Linked DNA regions of Mus musculus: all the other regions are linked to region 1. The links are chromatin contacts, called in public HiChIP or PLAC-seq and promoter capture Hi-C maps. All regions are on one chromosome and are shown on one strand. The core of a region is the stretch at or near the end of the contact, and the rest is flanking DNA. Distances in the headings are between cores, read along the strand shown. Region 1 overlaps Ccdc32 (coiled-coil domain containing 32). Region 2 overlaps Vps18 (VPS18 CORVET/HOPS core subunit). Region 3 holds the start of Plcb2 (phospholipase C, beta 2).

What was found. Promoter capture Hi-C pulls out the DNA fragments that hold promoters and counts their contacts. HiChIP or PLAC-seq counts read pairs in DNA pulled down with a chosen protein or histone mark.
Region 2: a contact with region 1 is called in an H3K4me3 HiChIP or PLAC-seq map of bone marrow-derived macrophages, with 3 times the contacts expected there. The contact joins two enhancer-like sites. A contact is called at or near these places in 2 of 484 Hi-C or Micro-C datasets (both in embryonic stem cells) and 1 of 115 datasets of contacts at active chromatin or transcription factors (bone marrow-derived macrophages).
Region 3: a promoter capture Hi-C map of the C10 cell line shows a contact between it and region 1, with 4 times the contacts expected there. The contact joins the promoter of Plcb2 here to the enhancer-like site in region 1. A contact is called at or near these places in 6 of 39 promoter capture datasets (the 3T3-L1 cell line, the C10 cell line, the HPC-7 cell line and 2 more) and 2 of 115 datasets of contacts at active chromatin or transcription factors (bone marrow-derived macrophages and memory CD8 T cells).

The regions. Positions count from the first base shown.
Region 1 is chr2:119,013,666-119,018,371 of GRCm38.p6, reverse strand. It overlaps Ccdc32 (coiled-coil domain containing 32), which reads left to right. Exons shown (of 4, transcript NM_199310.2): 4 at 1-593. Among named protein-coding and RNA genes, the nearest start is that of Ccdc32, 13 kb to the left of the region's middle. Within about 2 kb of position 2,416, at least 92 of the 459 cell types and tissues checked have an H3K27ac peak or open chromatin away from gene starts, as enhancers often do. A contact at or near this core is called in the HPC-7 cell line, bone marrow-derived macrophages and memory CD8 T cells, where this site is marked.
Region 2 is chr2:119,297,714-119,302,419 of GRCm38.p6, reverse strand. Vps18 (VPS18 CORVET/HOPS core subunit) reads right to left here. Exons shown (of 5, transcript NM_172269.3): 5 at 3,967-4,706. Among named protein-coding and RNA genes, the nearest start is that of Vps18, 11 kb to the right of the region's middle. Within about 2 kb of position 2,074, at least 144 of the 459 cell types and tissues checked have an H3K27ac peak or open chromatin away from gene starts, as enhancers often do. A contact at or near this core is called in bone marrow-derived macrophages, where this site is marked.
Region 3 is chr2:118,725,716-118,730,421 of GRCm38.p6, reverse strand. Plcb2 (phospholipase C, beta 2) reads left to right here and starts at 1,984. Exons shown (of 32, transcript NM_177568.2): 1 at 1,984-2,184. The coding sequence starts at 2,101.

The DNA.
Region 1 (4,706 bases), core at 1,167-3,666:
GTGGCTGCTCCCCCAGCTTCTGCTTGTAGGAACTTTACACGTTCCAAATTAGACTTGTAAATATGGTTTAGTGTTTGACACAACTCTTGATTAATTCCAAACTTGCTTCTCATGGTAAGTTCCCCGACTGAGACTGAGCTTGCATTTACTCCTTGTTTATTGTGTTGTTCATGTAAAGTTTGAGTTGTCTATATAAAACTTTCTCATTGGAGCAACTGTGTAGTGTGTGTGTGGGGGGGGCGGGGGTTGCCGTTGACCCATTTCCTCTCACATGAACGCCGAGGACACAGGAAATAAAGACAAAGATACGCCAAGGCAGGGGAGCCAGCAACCTTTGCCAGCCTGGTGACCATAACAAGTTCCCGGATAGCCAGGGCTACACAGAGAGACTCAGTCTCAAAAAAGGAAGAGATTGGGGTCTGGAGAGATGGCTCAGCAGCACTGGCTGCTCTTCCAGAGGTCCTGAGTTCAATTCACAGCAACCACATGGTCGCTTACAACCATTTGTAATGGGGGTCTGATGCCCTCTTCTGGCAGGCAGGTGTAAATGCAGATAGAATATTCATATACATAAAATAAATAAAAATAAATGTAAAAAAAGAAAAGATTTTCTGATTTTCTTATTTGTTTTATTTATGTGTATGTCCTTTGCTTGTGTGGGTTTATGTATACCATGTATGAGCAAGAGCCCACGGTCACCAGAAGAGGATATTGGATCCTTTGCAACTGACGTTACCAGCAGTTGTAAGGTGCCATGTGGATGCTGGGTGGACCCAGGTTTTCTGCAAGAGCAATAAATGCTCTTAACTGCTGACCCATCTCTCCAGTCCCAGGTCTCTAGTTTTTAACACGTTTCTGACAGTTTACACTGAAACATTCTGTGCTAAGATTCTGGGGCTGTGGCTCCTCGGTGACAGTGACGATAAGATATGATAGGAACCATGCCTAAAACTTTTTAGAGAACACTTGCTCATTTCCAAATCAAAGTATTTGCCATATTGAGGAGGATAGGAGCCAGGTAGGTCATACCGTATACTTGCTTAATGGCAGAAATGCTTGATCATTTCCAGATATACTTTTCTCAGCTCTTTTGTCGTTAACTACCAGTGTCAGCTCTATTCCTGCTACTATTGGTGAGTTGGATATATTTGATATAAAAGGTGGCCCTTGGTGGCACCTTGGGAAGCCTGAACACTGATAGAATCCAGTGCTGCCCCAGGCTCTCTAGCTGCCCCCCCCCTCTCTCTGGAAGCCAGATGACAGACCTCTCTATTCCTCTGGGGCCAACTAATGGCTTCGGCTACATGGGGAGGAGTAAAAGAAAAAAGCTAAGATTTTTCTTCATCCCATATCATAAAAGAAAACCATTCCTCCTCCGGAACGAGAAGGAAGAAAACAAGTAAGGTTCAGAGGAACTCTACCAAAGAGCAGCTGGTCCTAGGGACCGTAAGACAGTCTTTTATAGCCAAAAGTAGTGGTTCTATAATTAAGGCAAAAATCTTAGCTTTTTCTTTTCTCTACCTCCTATTTTCTACCTCAGAAATAGACATTTGGGGGCTGGAGAGATGGCTCAACAGTTATGAGCACTGGCTGCTCTTGCAGAGGACCTGCGCTCAGTTCTCAGTGCCCACACCAGACAGCGTACCATTGCTTGTAACTCCAACCCTAGGGGATCCAACACCCACTTACAGCTTCTGGGGGCACCATCCCCCCCTACAGACAGATAAAAAAAATACATGTTGAAAACAACAACAACAACAAGCAGAACACAGACGTTGTGGTCTGAGAAGGCAGAAGACTGATTCTGAGAAAACCTGCTGGAGGTGTGAGAGGAAGGGCTCAGAGCTCCAGCCATCTTGATTAAGAATTCAGCAAAGCTGTGCTGGACGTGGTGGCGCATGCCTTTAATCCCAGCACTTGGGAGGCAGAGGCAGGTGGATTTCTGAGTTCAAGGCCAGCCTGGTCTACAAAGTGAGCTCCAAGACAGCCAGAGCTACACAGGAAAAAACCCTGTCTCGAAAAACCAAAAAAAAAAAAAAAAATCAGCAAGTTTTAGCTATGGTCACTTACCTAAGTATTTTATTAATTTTATTTATTTATTATTTTAATAAGTGAAACCCCATTAACCTACACCGAATCTGACATCAGCTCCTGAAGCCAACTCTGTACTCATATAGAATTGTCTTAAGCTCCTGAAGGGGCACTAAATTTGAAACCAGGCATCTGGGGTGCTATCTTTGTCCTGTGGCTTACTGTGTGGTCATAAATAAGTCAAATGACCTCTTTGTGTTCCAGTTCCCTTTCAGTAATTAGACTAACCATAGGAAAGATAAGATTGGCCTAAAACACTCATCTGGTTCCTTTCACCCCGAAGCTCTAGGGAGAACTTCCTTAAATCGGTGAAGTGCGAGTGTTGGGGAGAGCCTCGTCACCCAGCTTCCTTCCGTGTCCTTACTGAAGGACACGGTAGAGCAACCGCAGTGATAGCGCTCAGCCTCAGTCACGGGAGGTAATTACCAGCCAGGGATAAGGCATTAATGACCTGGTAGATGCAGGGAAGGTTGGGTGGGAGCCAGGGAAGTAAGTGACTGGCACTGTTTTTTTTTTTTTTTCTGGCGTATGTACTCATCACCCAGGGCTTGGCAAGGTCAGTGCTGGAATGGCACAGGCTTGCATCCAGTACCTGCTCCAGAAATAGGCTCCGGACGTTCACACAGCATAAACAAGTATCCCACCAACTGTTGCCAAGGTGTGTCCCTTTCAGGCAGGCCTGCCTAACCAGATGATTGCTGGAAGAGGAAAGATGCCCTGAGCCACATCTTCCATCCTGCCTCCCCAAGCCACATAAAACTGCTCACATTTTCTTCAGACGACCTCACGCAGCATCGGCTCTATTTCAGTTACAGGAGTCGAGACAGGACGCTGTCATTGTAGTCATAGTTTGTGGGAGCACTGTTTACTCGAGCCTAGCAGTAGACTATTTAAGGCAGAGATCCATTCAGCCAACCATCGTGTGCTGAGCCTCTGTCCTGCTCCAGGCACTGGGTGTGGTGGTAAATAAAGTAGAACCCCAACAGAAGGAAATGTAAGTACAGGGCACTTCTGAGCACCTGCAGAGGAGAGATGAGAGCCCTAGGCCAGCTGGTGGCAGGTGTTGGAGAAAGGCCACTTAAGGAAGCCACTGCAGAAGAACCAGTCGGAGCAGGAAGAAATAGAGTGTTAAGAGTATGGGGGTGGGGTGGGGGCTGGCGAGACGGCTCAGCGGGTAAGAACACTGACTGCTCTTCCGAAGGTCTTGAGTTCAAATTTCAGCAACCACATAGTGGCTCACAACCACTGGTAATGAGATTTGACGCCCTCTTCTGGTGCCTCTGAAGACAGCTGCAGTGTACTTAGACATAATAATAAATGAACCTTTGGACCGGACTGAGTGTGGTTTGACTTGAGCGAGCGGGGCCAACCTGAGCAAGTAGAGGTCCTAAATTCAATTCCCAACAACCACATGAAGGCTCACAACCATCTATCTATACAGCTACAGTGCACTCATATATATTAAATAAAAAAAAATAAATAAATATTTTTTAAAAGAGAGAGAGTATAGGGGAGCCTAAGTGTGTACAAAGAGCTTAGGCGAAAGGGTGTTTGAAGGATCCTGAGAACGTTGTTCAGTGGAGCATAGAGAGCAAAGAAGGCGCCAAAACAAGAGATGCTAATACAGCAAGGCCGTGTGGAGGGCTTCAGGGAAGAGGAGCTAATGGCCGGTTAAAGAAGGGCAGTGACAACATCAGGTTTGCATCTAGAAAGTTGGCTATGATACCCTGGACATGACCTGGTTACATTGATGGAAGATGTACAAATTATCCCCGTTCAGACGTGATAAATATATCTCTATAAGGACAGGGCTTGTGGTTTTGTTTTGTTTGTTTTTTCTAACTTGATTTATTTTAAGTTATTTTCTTCCTGTTCCACGACAACTGGAATTATATGCGGCAAATTGTATTTTCCAATGATGGCTGGTTCAGTATATCACATCTCATGTGTTCACACTACAGGGTGATTATACACTCCTCCACTGAGATGTCGGGTCAATATTCTCTCCCTTTGAACTTGGCAGACCTTTATGTCACTGTTTTGCTAACAGAGCACAGCACAAGAGGTGCTAAGTTCTGAGGCCAAGTTGTACACTTTTCTGTGTGCTTCTCCCTTCCTCCCATCCTCCTCTCCTCCCACCTTCCCTTCCTCCCTCCCCTTCTCCTCTCTTCACCCTCCTCTCTTCCTCCCTTCCTCCCCCCCCCCCCATTCACTCAAATTATTTTCATTCTTGGCCTTTAATCAGGCCTACTTAACACTAAGTGGAATTAAGACAAGCAGTTTCTGCTAAACCCTGAAAAATTTACGGGCAAGCCAAATGTTACATCGTTAAGTTTGGGTTGGATTTGTTACTTGACCACAGCCAACAGTTGACTATGATTTAGGCATCAGATATCATATAGTTAATTTCAACTATATCATCCTACAGCCTCTTCTACTTTCTGATGATGGTTACATTTTTTGTTGTTGTTGTTTTGTTTTGTTTTTCGAGACAGGGTTTCTCTGTATAGCCCTGGCTGTCCTGGAACTCACTTTGTAGTCCAAGCTGGCCTTGAACTCAGAAATCTGCATGGCTCTGCCTCCTGAGTGCTGGGATCAAAGGCCTGCGCCACCAC
Region 2 (4,706 bases), core at 825-3,324, 280 kb before region 1:
ACCTATTCTTTCTGGATCACCTCCCTAGCCCTCAGCTCAAGCCTCCTTGGCTGCTGATGGAAGCCGAGTATGAGGGTCAGTGGATAAAAGTGCTGGGTACCAAATCTGACAACCTGGGTTTGATCCCCGGGAACACATGGTGGAAGAAGAGAACAGAAACCCTTTGAGGGTGAGTTTCCACATCACTAGCTAAGGTTCCAGGGCTCTGGCCGCTTCTGAGAGGCAGGAGCAGGATGAGTTCTGAGTTGGGGATATGATGAGAGATGTGGGGTAGACCTTAGAGTTTTAACTCCTATGGAGAAGTGAGGGGGAAAACAGCCTACAATGTGAAATTAGCCCATGGTAGGGAGTTAGGAGCAAGAGGGAGATGCAGAGACAATGTGGCACCTGCTATGTGTCTGGGAAGCACATTTGGCCACAGCAGCCTGGGAACCAGGAACAGTACCCACTGTCCTGAGAGCCAAATCAGGACCTTTTCCCTTTTCCTGCCTTGGCTTGGTCTCAGTGGGCATCAGTTGCTGGCCACCAACCTGGGGTCGTTTAACATTCTGTGATTTCTGGGAATGGGTACTGGCTGCTTGCCTCAAGGATCACTTCAAGGCAAGAACTGAGCAAAGGCTACGCTATTCAGGGAGAGGAAGCCACCAGCCATGAGGCATCTCTTCCATCAAAGGCTGCCCCCTCCATCAGTCAGTTTTCCCATTTGAAATCTGGGCAGGAAAATGTTGACCCTTTCCTGGCGGCTCACACCTCCTCCTCTCCACGCGCAGGTGTAGGAGGAAGCAGAGGGCAGGAGATGCCCACCATGCTCCAGAGCTACTCACTGGCATCCTCCTATCCCACAGCCCCTCTAGGGCCTGCTTCCGAAGGCTGTTTATCCTCAACCTGCTGTGGGGACAGTCTTGCTCCCAATGAGAAAAGCTGCCAGCAGGGTCTTTTGTGGTTCTGCTCCCGTGTGGTACTGCCTAGGGGCCCCACCATGGGGGCAACAGATGGACCTATGGTCTCTACAGAACAATGGTGGGGGAGGGGCCTTGGCATCGCCTGCCCCAAACAGGAAGCTTTGACTGAGCTTCAAAGGACTGGCAGGGCCAAGGGGCTGAGTTGGTGGAGCCCTGTGCCAGGATTGGAGGCTGTACAATTGCTTGCTGCCCTCCAGCCTTGAGGTAACCAGCCCAGCAGCATGGGTAAGATACAGTGGCCAAGGCAGCCAGGGTTTGGGCAAAGGGTGGCTTGCACTGGCAGGACACCAGTCTCTGGCCTGACAACAGGTTGGAGGGCAGGGGCTTGGAGGCTGGGCTTTGCCCTAGTTCAGGTGCCCCTTGCCAATCGAGATTTCAGGTTCTATACACAGCCACAGTGTTCCCCCCTCCAACAAACAACCATGAGGGGAGGGCTGGCACCGGGCCTGCTGCCCACTCCCTCCCTGCCTCCTGCTCCCAGCTGCTCTGCTCAGAGCCTTTTCCTCTCCACTTCCTGTTCACACAGGGGGGGGCGGGAAGTGGAGGGAGGAAGCTAGGGGGTGGTGTGGAGAGGGGGGCCATTGAATAAAAGGAATTAACCGTTTCCCTCCTCTGACCTCTGGGAATTTCCGCCTGTGAAAGTGTCTCGAAGAATCAGTAGTGCTGGAGGAGAGGAGAGGTGTGCCCCCTCTTGCCCCCTCCCCCCACCCAGTGGTGGTGGGGCCAGATAAGTCCCTCTGGGCCCCTAATCTTTTGTTTCCCTGGCGCCAGAGGATGGGGGAGCAGCGCCAAGGGCAGCCAGGAGCTTGGTGGCTTCTGAGCCCCCTCCCAACCAACAGAGTTGGTGCCAGGCTCTGGCCTGAGACCTGAGCCTTAGAGAGGAGGGGCAGGAACCAGAGAATTGGTATCCACGGAGAAATAAGCTCACACCCAGGCTGAGCCCTGCTCCTTTAGTGTCTGGGCTGGTGCCCTTGGCCAGTACACTTTGGGGACAGTAGGGAGGGCAGCTCGGGTGGGAGGGTGGGGGTGGCTTTAGGGCTCTGGCTGGGCACACCCTCCGTTGGCCACACCCCTTAGAAGCGCTGCTTGAGAGCAGTTCTGTGTGGACGCCAGTCCACAGCGCCCCCTAGTGCCTAAGGACAACTGACAACTGGTGAGGCGGCCCCTAGGGCCCTGTCAAGGGCGGGCCTCAGGAAGCACCTGCTCCCCAGGACCAGCGGCCGCCCTCGATCTCCCCCAGGTGGCTTCCTTGTTTACAGGCCTCCTGCCCTGGTCTCAGCGTCACTGCCTGTGGCCACTCCTCCTATTTCCAGTGACCTCCTATTTCCAGGCTCCAGAGGCAGCTCATTCATCTTGGCCCCTGCCTACACAACTGTTCCCTCCCCCTCCTTCTTTGGCCCCTCCCCAGGCTTAGGGCCAGAGCCCCAAGGGCCTTCTCTCTGCTCTCTATTCCAAGTTTTGCTTGGTTTCCAGGGATCTAAGAGCTGTGGCTTCCCGTTGCCCTGACTCACCGGAACCCCATTCTATCAGTGCCAGGGAAGGCTGGGGCCTTTTCCCAGGAAAGAGGAAGCAGCCTAAGACCAGATGGGCTGTTTAGTATAAGACAGAAGGGGCAGGGGCGTCCCAGGCCGCTTGAGCAAAACCCTCCGGGAGAAGGGAGCAATAGGGCAGTGTTTGTTTAACTAACATGTATTAGGCCCCATTATGTACGAAGACAGCAGTTCCAAGCTGTTTTATCTAAACCACAAGCAAGCAATCAGTTTGGTGGGAGACCAAGGCTTTCTACTTAAAACCACGTTGACCACGGTGCTCCTATTATCTATAAGTGTGAAGGGGTCTGGAGCCACATGGAGAAGAAATTTCTCCCAAATCTTCCTTGAGAGAATAGGATTAGGATACCTACTAGACAGAGGGTGCCTCCCCGCACCTGCTATCCTTGCATCTAGAAGACAGGATCTTTGTGAGTCATTGTGTAGGTAGCTTAGCCCTCTGGGCTGGCAGAGACCATGGGAGACCTTACTGCTCTAGGGGGCCAGATACAGTTAGAACCAGAGACAATTCTGACACAGGATTACATTGGAGGAGAAAAGGGTCATTTTATAAGCTAGGTCAGCTGGCCGCCTGCTTAGGGACAGGAACACTCACTCACGTTCTTACATCCTGGGCCAGCTGATTAATTCATATCAATCCAGTCAGACAATGCACTGTGAACACCTGTCCAGAGGGCAAAGGCTGTCCCTGAAAGACCTGACTCCAGGATGTCCCAGGATGTAGCTTCTGGTCCCAACTAAAACTAAGAAAGTGTTGTCTCGGGGTGAGGACAGGCAAAGTCACAGGAGCAAGGTAAGGAGAAAACAGGTCAAGTGCCACAGAGCTCCACAGTGCCTACAGCAAAGCCAGGCCCAGCCTGGCAGGGGATCCAGTCTTTCGGAAGGGCAAGCAAAATCCAGAATGTGTGAGAGCCACTGGAGAGAATGAGGGACTTACAGCTATAAATGAGAGTCAGGCCACACCTCCTCAAGGCCCAGGGAAGACTACAGAAGTGGCAGGAAGAGCAGAAGGAAAGGTGGTGGTTGGCAGCCTACATTCCAGGCACTGGAACTCAGCATGTATGCTCCCCTCACACAATACAGATGTAATAGAGGAAGTGAGGAAGACTAGCGAGGAAGAGGAGGAGGAGGAAGAGGCAGAGGGGGAGGAGAACTAGTGGGAGACATGGAAAGTAGGTGAGTGTGACTCAAGGCACCCCTGTTATATGTAACATACGCTCATAAAAAACACTTGGAGAAAGAATTAAGGGCCTAGAACCTGACCAGGCATCAGGCACTTCTAGAAAATTCTTGCAACCACTAGGAAGGAAATGGCCGAAGAAGCATTAGTAAGACCTAGTTAGTGTTGGAGAATTTGTGCCCCAAGGTGCCAAAACTGGATGAATTCCGTGAGCAGCAGCGCCACCTGCCAGCCAGAGGTGAGATTAGCTCCAGGATTTAGGAAGAGGGACTGTAATCTCTAAACATTTATAGTCAGAGAAGGAAACAAGCAAAACCTGCCTCACCCCCAGTGAAGGACCTACGCCAAGGCTCAAAGGCTTGCAGGACTCTGGACTTCTTCTTTTTATTTTTATTTTTTTAATTTAATTTAATTTTTTCTAGCCTTTGCTGGCCTAGAACTTATTATGTCGACTAGGCTGGCCGTGACCTGACCTGTTCTATTCCACACTTGGTGCAGGCAGCCTTCTTGTGGCATTCCATCCTTTCTTGGGATCATATCCTGTTAGCTTCAGCATCAACACAAAGCCATCAAGTCCAGGGCCACCATTGTAGCGTGATTTAATACTCTCCCTATTTCCCCTTGTCCCAGGTGTGCCCTCAGCCTCAGGGCACCCGACACTGGAGCCCCAGGTCACATTAGCATCTCCACATGCCCACTCTCCCCACAAGTGCCTAGGGTCTGCCTGCTTGCTCCTGGGTCACCTAGTTGAGGCAGAAGAGGGCGAGCTGGAGGTCCAGAGGCTGTGGAAGGACGGAGGAAGGAAGGACAGCGGGCCACTCAGTCCAGGTGAACATGCTGACGAGAACAGAGGAACTGTTAGATGTAGTGGTTAAAAGGATCACGGCTGATCTCACCAGCTCGGGCTGCCTGGGACGGGCAGCTCTAAGACAGGTCTGAAGCACAGCTCGGCGTTCGCACCTGAAAACCTCCCGGCTGAAGCTTGGCTGCAACCCCCTCACAATCGCAGACCCG
Region 3 (4,706 bases), core at 735-3,234, 290 kb after region 1:
TCCAGCTTGTCCCCCAAAGAGCTGTGACTACAGACGTGTTTTGCCATGCTGGGCAATGTATATATATTTTTAAAAGAGGAAACCCCTCTTCAGTAAAGGTCTTTCAAATAGCTTGCTGCTCTTTTGGCTGGCATCCAGATTTAGCAGGTGAGCGCCACTGATGTTACTACAGTCAGGAATCCCAGAGCCTGTCCAGGGGATGCCATCAATGGGTATGGATATAAAGTTTCTCTTCTGTGGGCTTAGGGCCAGAGATGGAAGGTGCAAAGAACCCAGAATTCTTTGAAGGAGGAACAGAGACACCCCTCCTCCCTTCTAGGCTTTCTTCCAGGCCTATGGCTGCAGGCAAGACAGGAAGGAGGAACTTGGAAATGGGGACTAGCTCCGTGCAGGTGACAGGTGTAGGCTTTGGGAAGGGGCAGGGATTTCCCTTGCAAAATTCATTCAAACAGACAGGAAACCTGATCCCACAGAGACAGCCAGATGTGCAGGGGCTCCCAGGAGTCTCCCAGGGAGATCCAAGGCTGAAGGCAGGGCTTGAGGAGAGACACTGAGGGAGGGGTTGGAACACCTGTCACCTGCAGGAGTTTGGGAGCCGGTTTCCAGGCCGTTCATTCAGATCTGGTCTTAGAATTGCTTTTCTGGGGACAATTAATTTCTAAGCTAGCTTTCTTTGAGAAGTTCACTACTTTTATTGGGGGTGGGGTGGGAGGTGGGCAGGCTCTCTTGTAGCCTAGTCTTGAACTCCTGACCCCATCCCTCTAGTGCCAGAGACCCACAGTTTACCTTTTGATTCTCACTAACCCTAACTAACCTGTTCATCTAAACCTGTTCTCTCTTGCCCGCCCCTACTCTCATGCACTGGCTCCTAGCCAGTAGTTCCAGGGCCTGGAGAGGGTAGTTCACAGTTGTCAGGGGTGGCACACAGACCCCTGATGGGACCTGTTGCAGAAGGCCAGGGCCTCAGAGGGGAAGGAAATCATGGGTTAAGCTTCTAGCCTCCCCAACGGTGCTAAGCCATTTGATAAGAGTGCATTATTAGGTAAGAGGAAGTGACTGGGGCCTGAGCTGGGCTGGAACTGAGCCTCTGGGATAGATATGGACGATGTAAGGATCACAACACCTAGAACCGAACTGGGTTAGAGTGGGCTAAACCCTGAACAGGGGGCTAGAGCAGGCTCTGGTCTGCCTCTCAGAACCTCTCTCCTCCAGGATCTGTGTGTGAGGCAACACAGTGCATGAAGGAACACTCCAGTGCTGGCGGCAGCAAAGGGCCTCTTAGGCTGTGAGGCAGCTGCTGGGCAGTGGAGTTTTTAGGTATTCATTGAAAGGTTCAAAGATGCAGAGAAGTGTCATGGGTGAGAGGCATACTGCCTCACCTGGCTCTCATTTTCATGGGGAGGAAGCACTGAGAAAGAGGAGCTGGGTGTCCGAGAGACTTTGCTTATTCAAAACACTCAGTGCCAGCTGGGACCCGGCCCATCCCTGACTCCCACTTCCAGATCCCGCCCTCTGAGGACAGAACCCCTGCTCTGTGGAGGACCCTTTTCCTAAAGAACTGTTTGTGTTCTTGCCTCAGCCCAAGGCTCAGGAATGGTATCTCCCACCCCCCTCCATGATATATCACTTTCTTCCATTGGCGGGGGGGGGGGGTGTGTAAATCTGAGTAAAGCCTGTCTTTGTAACGGGGTCCTGGCCCCAACATTTCTAGATCTCATAGCCCGCCCCTCAGTTCACAGCAGCCCAGAGAAGGAAGCCCAGAGCAGGAAGTGCTGAGGCAGGGGGTGGGGGAGGAACTCCCAGGAGGGGAGCTCAGCCCCCTTGGGCAAAACAGCTACTGCAGCCCCCGGCTTCAGGAGGAGGAGGAGGAGGAGGCTGATTTACAAGGCAGATCAACTGGGCCCTGGCCTGAAGCTCTGAGTCCTGCATCCAGCTACTGCCACCCCGCAGGCTATAAGAGCACCCGACTTCCGGACCAGTACTGGGCGGGTGCCATGTGAGCCTAGCCTAAGCTTCCTCTCCTGTTCACCCTTCTTCCTTCTCTTCTCCTGTCCCCTGGAGAGGTTTGCCCAACCTCTCCAAAGAGGGACACTTGACATCATGTCTTTGCTCAACCCTGTTCTATTGCCCCCTAACGTGAAGGCATATCTGAGCCAAGGGGAGCGCTTCATCAAGTGGGACGATGTGAGTAGGGTTCGCCTCCCCCCCCTCAAATCCCCAGCCCCCGGGACGGTGGGGGCTGGGCTGCTTGGGAGCTTTGCAGAACGGAGGGTTGGTTTATGTCTTCCCAGCACCCAGGCGCCTATGTGTCTGTCACAACAGTCTATCTAGATAAACAAGTCTGGGGTGAGGGTGGGTGCTCCTGGCTGCTGTAGGGAAGGAAGCCTCTGTGTTTGGGAATAAGAGAGGGGGCTATGTGTGTTTGTGTGTGTGTGTGGGGGGGAGTCAGAGTCAGAAATCTTTGGACCTGATTTGCCCTTTTCAAATCCCCGAAGATGATAAAGGTTTGTTTCTAGTAACTTCAGTGTTGGTAGGGGGAATGCATGTCCCTCTCCTCCCACCTCAGCTGAGATCAGGAAGAGAGGTCAGTCAGGTCCTCTTCCCAGCACGGACACCCCAAATTTGCTCTGGCAGGAGGCCCATAACCAGCTGCACCATCCCAGTGTGCAGAACAAACTGTGTCCTGTCCCAGGGAAGCCATATTCTATCTCAAGCTACTACTGTGGCAAGAGTTACAAAAGGGCCGTGGATCCAGTTGAAAACGGGAGGCTCAAAGACTGGGGTCTGAGAAGGAACTTACTGACTTCTGCTTCCCCCATGGTGGCTCAGCTCAGCTCAGCCTTCTATTACCTGCCAACCTGTCATCCGGCCGGGGAGGGAAGACCATCTGCACCCCAGCCCAGAGTCTGCGCCTTCCTAACTCGTCTCTGGTCCTTCTGGGCTGAAGACACAGCCACTAACCATAGAATCTTTTGGTCTAAGAAGAATAAAATGAGAACTGTCACTCAGAGAGGGATAGGCCTCCTTAAGAGTGCTCTAGCCTGGCCTCAGGAAGGCCTGATGTTCTCAACAGCGCATGACATTTAGGAGGTCACCTACAATTACTTCAGCTCCCTGGATTGGCTAGTCTAGTTTCTCTATGAACTGAGGGGAGTCTGAAGCTAGACCCTTCAGGGCTTTGTTACGTTAAGGCATCTGGCTGTCAAAACTGTGGGGATGGGGCCCTGGCATGAAATGCTTTCTGTTTCTCTAGAAGTTGGTCTCTAGAAGTTTTGGTTGGTGTGGCATGGTGGTGGCATGCTGGTGACATGGTGGTGATGTGGCGTGTCTCAGAGTCTATGGAAGGAGGAAAATGACTCACAATGAAAAGTGAAGTGACTCTCTCAGTTCCTCTGGGAAGCCTGTATAACCTGAGGGGGGCTGTAGGTCATCAGGGATAAGGCATGTGATTCTTTCTCCAACCTGTGTGTCTGGTTGACCAATTCCCTTCCCCAACCCAGAGTGCTGTGTGGTCCCTGAACTCTGACTTGCATGAGCAAGAATGTCCCAAGCCCAGGCATGGGACACATGACCTATGAACCAGGTTTTGCTCTTGGATAGCTTTGGCACAGTTAGTAGATATATGGCTCTATATTGATAACTGTAGTAGAAAGGATAGAACCAAACCTGACTCTGTCTAGTCTCCCACAGCCCCTTCAGAACGTACTTAGAGGGGAAACCTTTCCTGGCTATAGAAAGAAACTCAGCAAGCTCTCAGACATGACCTTCACCCTTAGGCAATAGTCCAGGGGTCCCCACAACGCCCAGTCCTTTTCTAGGAACACATTAGAAGTGAAGCTCTAACCGTGCTTTGGCTTGCATTTTGCCCTTCTCCTTCCAGGATGAGGTGGGGGCAACTGCAGGCTTCCTGGAAAGGGGGGTCCTCCGTTCTTTCTCTTCCAGGGCTTCCTACGTGGGGCGCAAGGAAGAATGAGAGTTCTTTCTTGAATATATGCTGTCGACTGCTGGCTTGGAGTTTCTAAGCCTGACAGAACTTGACACTTATTCTTTCTCTGGTGACCTTTTTGATGATTTGGGGAGACCCTCCTCCATGTATTGGGGCTGGCTTGCTTGAAATCTCCCAATACCTCTCTATTCAGGGACTCACTCACGATTGTTTTCAGCTCCCTCTCACTGGTTTCCTCCCTGCAGCTCTGGGCCTTTTCTGCCCATTCCTCACACATGTGTCGGCTTTGGGTCCAGCAAACACTCACATTTTACTGTACAGGCAACTGCAATCAGAGGCAGTCTGCCCCACACCTTCTGGGTTTCCCAGCCTAGAGACCAGCTCCTGTCTACGCCATCCCACACTAAACAGTCTTAAGGTCCGGAGCCAGCACAGACCCTCCCTGGGGCTCACTACACAGCCTTTTTCCAAAATTGGCTTTCTTATAAAATCCTTCCCCCACACTCTAACCACCTGTAATGTGGGAACCTTTCTTGTTCCATTTCCTTGGTAGATCCTGTATTTGGTCTGGTGTGTCAGCAGCAATAATCATGCATTGCTGGAAACTTCAGTTGTAATACCTTGTTTATATACGCAAAGGCTATTAAAATAAATGATGGCCTATGTACTGTGTGAGTGGAGTAGGGATGTAGGCCAGTTTGCTCATTCGTTTGCATACTCACTCAGCAAACTCCAAGGTTAACCACTAAGCACCAAGTTC